Regions from separate parts of the Mus musculus genome. Here region 2 is linked to region 1. Evidence: chromatin contacts called from public promoter capture Hi-C data. All regions are on one chromosome and are shown on one strand. Each heading gives the region's core, a stretch centred on a gene start, on an enhancer-like site or on the middle of the called end of the contact. The rest is flanking DNA. Distances are from core to core; before and after follow the strand shown. Region 1 overlaps Dock7 (dedicator of cytokinesis 7). Region 2 has its middle 31 kb from the start of Atg4c.

Region 1 (3,046 bases), core at 139-2,638:
CCATTGGACTTGCAAACTTTATATGCCCCAGTACAGGGGAACGCCAGGGCCAAAAAGGGGGAGTGGGTGGGTAGGGGGTTGGGGGGGTGGGCATGGGGGACCTTTGGGATAGCATTGAAAATGTAAACGAGGAAAATACCTAATTAAAAAAAAAGCTGGAGTGAATGCATTTTATATTATAACTTGGTCACAGCCTAAAGGGTCAAAGGGTAGTAGGATAAGGTTTAAAAGTGATTTGTCTGGGTGTCAACTGGCAATGGGTGGACTATGAAGATTGGTATTAATTGTCTACGTGACAGAATCTAGAACCACCTAGAGATGGCTTTCTGGGCACATCTGTGGGGTTGTGTTGACTGTGCTAATTGATATGTGGAGACTTTTATGAATTGTAGGCAGGGCCATTCTCTGGGCAGAAGACCCTGAACTGTATAAAATGGAGACTGAACTGAGACCTGCATGCTGTCCTCCTTCTCTGCTTCCTTCTTAAAGAGACGAGGTGGCCAGGGTCCTGTCACTCCTATCACTGTGACCTCCTTGACATAACCTGCAAGTGTGAACTAATGACAGTGCTTCCTTCTTCTAGTTGCTTGTGTAGTGACATTTTTTCAGAGCAAAGAAAAGAGACTAAAACACTGGTTAACAAGAATTTAACAAGAACCTTAGGCAGACCTCACTAGAAGGAGGTCCTCTAAGTAAAATCCTAAATGGTCTCAGAGAGTAGTCGCAGGAGGAGCGTGCTGAGACATGATAAAAATTGACTCCACTTCTCTTGTGTATCTTAACTTGTAAAGCAACACCCTAGACCTCATGCTGTGAACAGAAGGTAGAGTAACAGCAGGGTAAGAGCTCAAGTGCAGCACATTAATTCAGAGAGACACACTGCCATCTTATACTAGGATGGCAGAGATGGTAAGAAGGCATGAAAAGCCTTCGGTTCAATCTCCAGCACGGGGCGGGGTGGGCGCCAGGGAATAAAGAAAAGAAAAAAGAAACTCAACTAAATAGAAAACCCCGAGGCTCTCCATTTAACATTTGTGCAATGTGAAAAAGGACTTAGGAAAACAGGTAAGTGGAATTCTTGCGAGAGATCTGTACTGAAAAGTAAGTTGAGGGGTGATTAACCTAGCATTTATAAACGCGCTCAATAAAAAAACACTAGGCTTCCAAAGTAAGAGATTATCAGAAAAGGAACTTAGTTAGAAGAACATGAAAAGACAGCAACAGTAAACTCTGAAGAACAACACTAATACAATATAGAGTCTCAGAAGCCAAGCAAATTGAACCAAGAATTTGTGTCAAAGATCCTGGCAGGACTGGACCGGAGGCTCAGAGCAGGGGCTGCCCTTGCACAGGCTCTGTGCTGGGTTCTCAGTCAGACAGCTCACAGTGCCTGCAACTTCAGCCACAGAGCATTTGATGTTCTTACCAGAGGCATCTTCACTCACTTGCACATACCATACACAAAGACACATAAAAACGTAAGTTAAGATGAAAGAAATAATTTTAAAATCCAAGTTTGGACACACAACTATTGGATTTAGCACAGTGGAGAACAACTGTAATTTTAACAAGTGCAGTTTGGATGGGAGATAGCAGGAAAGCTAAGTTTAAAAGACAGCAAGAGTAAAAGAACTGAAGATACAAGGTTTACAAAGTAAACGAACCAAGACACAAAGTATAATGGGCTCTACTTTAAGAGACAGCAGAGCTGGCATGATGGCACATTCCTTTAATCCCAGCACTGGTTCTAGGATACACTCCCTCCCCCACCCCCACCCCCCAATATCAGAAAATAGTGTACAAAGTAGCAGCATGAACACCAGGGAGAATTTCTAAAGTGAGAACTAACATGTCTGTCTGTCTGTCTATCTGTCTGTCTGTCTGTCTGTGAATGAAAATGATTCAGTATATAGGAGGGAACTGATCATTCAGGACAAGAGATCAAAGAACTCCTAGAGTGGGAATCCTGAGTAGGCGGAAAAAAGGAGGAGACTCACAGACAAGCAGACGCAATAGACTGTAAGCAAAGGGAACCTCACATCTCCCTTAAGCAGAAGACAAAAGCTGGAGGACACAGTGGTCAAGATTAAGAAGGAGAAGGTATTAGGTGGTCTGTGGCAATAACCTATGGCAGAATGAAATAGTGAAAGGCACACGGAATGTCTGCCTGCCTGGAGCACGGGGGACTTCAGGTGAGGCTAGCTGCCATTTTCAGGACACAGAAGAGCCAGTCCATTGTTTCTAAGGATGGTTTTAAGTTTGAGAAAAAAAAGAGATATTGAGGTTTGATTGTGACAAGAACACATGACTGGTTCTGACTAGTTATGATGACAAGGAGGAAGACAGAACATTTGGAAACTCCTCCCTCTTTCCTCCTGAGGAAAACAAGACTAAGTGAGTGGAAGCTGAAAAGGAAAGCAAACTCCCAGAGTTGGGACACTACAAAGAAATAAGGATGACAAAATGCATGAAGTGAAACCATAAAGGCTAAGTGACTGGTCCTGAGGGAAGACTCATGGGAAGATCACGATTAAGACAAAAGATGTCACCTCTAAAGGAAGGAGATATGGCGTCATAACCTAGACAATGAAGTAAGAATAAATTAAGAATAGGCATACAAAAATTTTGACTCCTTACATTTTTATAAGATAAAAGTATGTTATTAACATTAAGGAAAAATATGAAAGTAACGTACCAATTTTTCAATGAAAATGAAAAATGTAAAACTACTTAAAATAAAGCTTAATTAGATCTCAGTTGGCAGCACATACCTGTTATCACAGCACATGGGAGGCTGAAGCAAGAGGACCAGGAGTTCAAAGCTACCCTGGGCTACATAATGAGACAGTGTCTCAAAGAAAGAAAACTTAATTAAGACATGCTGTGATGACATAAAAAAAAAAAAAAAGAAATTAGTATAAACACCTACATATACACGTGTATACTAATTTCATATATATTTGGACAAGTTGTTACTATGTTTCACTTAGTGATTTTCTTAAAAAGCAAAATGAATACCAATTAATATAGACTTCCTTATTCTAAA
Region 2 (3,193 bases), core at 590-3,089, 160 kb after region 1:
CACTTTCCCTTTTCTCTAATAGTCCTGTATTATTCTTCCCACTCAATAGTAGAGAACAGCCCAAAGACTTCCTCCCACAACCTACTTACAGGAAAGAATAAAAACAATTCAACTCCAGCTGGGCCTGCACAAAAGCCAGGAAGCTTTCTTGGATCTGGGAGTCTTGTGGGAGCAGCTAGCAGCTTAGGTGCTTTCTGGCAAGTTTTGATTCTGCTCTTGCTGCAGAAACCGTAAGCTGCCCGACACTGACGATATTCAGTAATCGTTGCCAAGTTTAATTCCAGTTGGGTTGTTTGGAGGGCTTGAGTGACCACGGGAGAAACATTTTTATAAAGCTCCTTGTTTGGTGCACTGGCAATTTGCTCAGGAAATGTGAGTCAGTCTCCCTCCCTCTGTCTCAGAAAAAAAATAGCTTGATTTCTCTCCTCTAAACTGGAGGCTAGCCCATAAATATGACCATCACACTTGGCCTCACCTTGGAACGAGACCTTCAGCTGCACTGCAGAAGCAGTGTTTGTCTCAGGAAGTACAGACCCAGAGAATGCGTAAGCTAATTTCTTTACAGTGTCAAACCGTAGGACAAATGGATAAGGTGCGCATTTAACATATCACAGTGGACCTGCAAATGGTTATTAACATATCAAAGTGGACCTGGCTACTTGGTTCTCCCAGCATCCCTCAGTCCCTACCTGTTGCAGGGCCCTCCTGGATGCCTCCCACCCTAAACTTCTCCAGGACAGGGACTGGGCTGTCCTTCCTGTCAGCTGCCCTTCGATATATAATCCAGCCATTTTGATTACCTGGTCTTTTCAGTCTACTCTCTTTTGGGCTTCCTGGCTACCTCACTTGGTTCCCTGAACTCTCCCCTCTCCCTTCCCCTCTCTCCTCTCTTCACGTGGCTCAGGGTCCTGTCCACTCTGGAGTCTCCCAGATGCCCCTGCCTCTGGCTATGTTTATCTGTAATATCTATAGTAATATCTATAATAAACATTCTCCTCCACCATACACCGATCAGTCTTGTTCCTTTCCTTTTTATTTCTTTTTTTTCATTCACTTTTAGACAATAAGCAGATACATTTTTAATATTTATCTTTATGCATCCATTTAAACAAACTCATGTGTTAACCCATAATTTCATGCATGTTATTGCTTAAGATTAGGTTAAATAAAGTTTAAAAGTCCAAGGAAAACAGGGAGGAAATAACGATTGTCAGGCAGACCTCCAGCCTCTGAGAGCAGCAGCCCAGGAGTTCAGCAAACTGAATGGCATATGGATAGCTGATGTTTCCAGAAACATTATCCAAATAAAAAAAAGACCTAGGATTTATCTCCAGCAGAATGCTATCAAATTCAGTCTTGCTACTGAGCAGTTCTATACTGTAAGCAACTTCACAAACCTCTGAATGGGCACCCTCATTTGCAGTATAAGGATAAAATCCATCACAAAGTTCTTCACATAAACTAAGATGCGAGATTTCAGTTTAGGATTATACTGAGAACAGCTCACGCTCGCTAAGAGCCACACCCTATCTGACTCTTTCTTAACTGCGTCTCCCGACTCTTATTTATTGTCATTTATCTTACATTAAAGTCTTGAAGCAATAAAGCAAGCAATCAGTTCTCTTAGCCAACAGTGGCGTCAGAAAATGCTCGTACTTCTAGGAGACAGAAAAGCTCCAGAATCGGGCTCTGTTTTCGGGTGTAGGATATTGGACTTTCTCCTCGTATGTACTGCAACACAAAACAAGTATGTGATTATCAGCTTTATGTTCCCCCTCCCCCAAGTAAGCCATCTCTCCTTTCTCCTAACACGTTTGACGGTTATGGGATTGCTTTCAGAATCAACAGGCTGTGATTCACGGTGAGTACAGTCTGGCATAACTCTTTTCTTTTCCTTTCAGTACTTGATTGTATTTGTTGGTTCTCAGAAAGAAATACTAAGGAGGCAAAGTTTCTGAACTTTCATTTACCCATTCACAATAATAATCTATTAATAAGCACTTAAATAGAAACCGTGTAGAATCTTGGGGAATCAAACAGAATTAGTTACTGTTCACATGGAGTTTACAGTATGAAGACAACTGGGGGATACACACACACACACACACACACACACACACACACATATGTATACATAAAATAAAAATGGAATTTATTCAGTTCTCTTACATGACACAGGCTGGGTAAATCAACAAGACTTGCCTGCTCACTAGAGAAGCAGAAAATGAGAGTTACTTAATCCAGGAAGCTCAGCTGTCCCTAAGTGCGACTGAAGGGCAGGAAAGTCCCTGGAGAGTATTGAGTCCATGCTGCAATGCTAATGAGTCAGCAGAGGACCTCAGAAGCAGCAGCAGCAGCAGCAGCAGCGGTACCTCGCCAGCATATAGCTTCTCAGAGGAAGGCCAGCATACCCACGCTGCCTCTCTATGGATTTCCTTTGTCTTCTGAGCTGCCCTTTCAAAGCTGCCACCTGTATTGAGGCAAGGTGCAGATACATGTTGGGTTTTTTTGTTTTCCCTTTTAAAGTTTGTTTGTTTGTTTGTTTGTTTATGGTTTTTCGAGACAGGGTTTCTCTGTATAGCCCTGGCTGTCCTGGAACTCATTCTGTAGACTGGGCTGACCTCGAACTCAGAAATCTGCCTGCCTCTGCCTCCCAAATGCTGGGATTAAAGGCATGCACCACCACTGCCCGGCTATTTATTTATTTATTTTTATGTATGTGAGTACACTGTCTTCTGTCTTCAGACACACCAGAAGAGAGCATCAGATCCCATTATAGGTGGTTGAGAGCCACCATGTGGTTGTTGGGAATTGAACTCAGAACCTCAAGAAGAATAGTCAGTGCTCTTAACCGCTGAGCCATCTCTCCAGCCCACAGATAAATGTCTAACAGTCATTTTTCAAAAACAAATCTGGCCCTAGAAAAGGCTCGACAGTTAAGAGTGCTGGCTGTTCTTCCAGAAGTCCTGGGTTTGATTTCCAGCACCCTCATGCCAGCTCACAACCACATGTAACTCCATGCCAGCTCACAACCACATGTAACTCCAGATCCAGAGGACCCAGCATCCATTCGTTTCTGGTTTCTGAGGACACCAGGCATGCATATTGTTGGTATTCTGTCTGGACTCCACCCACACAGTTACCTGGCAGCAGCCAGGTAGGCTTGGCACACTTAGGGGTTGTTTGGCCCCTC

The links. Capture Hi-C pulls out chosen DNA fragments and counts their contacts.
Region 2: a contact with region 1 is called in a promoter capture Hi-C map of adipose tissue. The contact joins two enhancer-like sites. A contact is called at or near these places in 1 of 484 Hi-C or Micro-C datasets (cortical glia), 2 of 115 datasets of contacts at active chromatin or transcription factors (both in embryonic stem cells) and 4 of 9 other capture datasets (adipose tissue, embryonic stem cells, liver and 1 more).

Annotation. Positions count from the first base shown.
Region 1 is chr4:98,997,088-99,000,133 of GRCm38.p6, forward strand. The region is part of intron 22 of Dock7 (dedicator of cytokinesis 7); the gene reads right to left. Among named protein-coding and RNA genes, the nearest start is that of Angptl3, 32 kb to the right of the region's middle. Within about 2 kb of position 1,389, at least 3 of the 459 cell types and tissues checked have an H3K27ac peak or open chromatin away from gene starts, as enhancers often do. A contact at or near this core is called in adipose tissue, where this site is marked.
Region 2 is chr4:99,161,447-99,164,639 of GRCm38.p6, forward strand. No RefSeq gene overlaps it. Among named protein-coding and RNA genes, the nearest start is that of Atg4c, 31 kb to the right of the region's middle. Within about 2 kb of position 1,840, at least 120 of the 459 cell types and tissues checked have an H3K27ac peak or open chromatin away from gene starts, as enhancers often do. A contact at or near this core is called in adipose tissue, where this site is marked.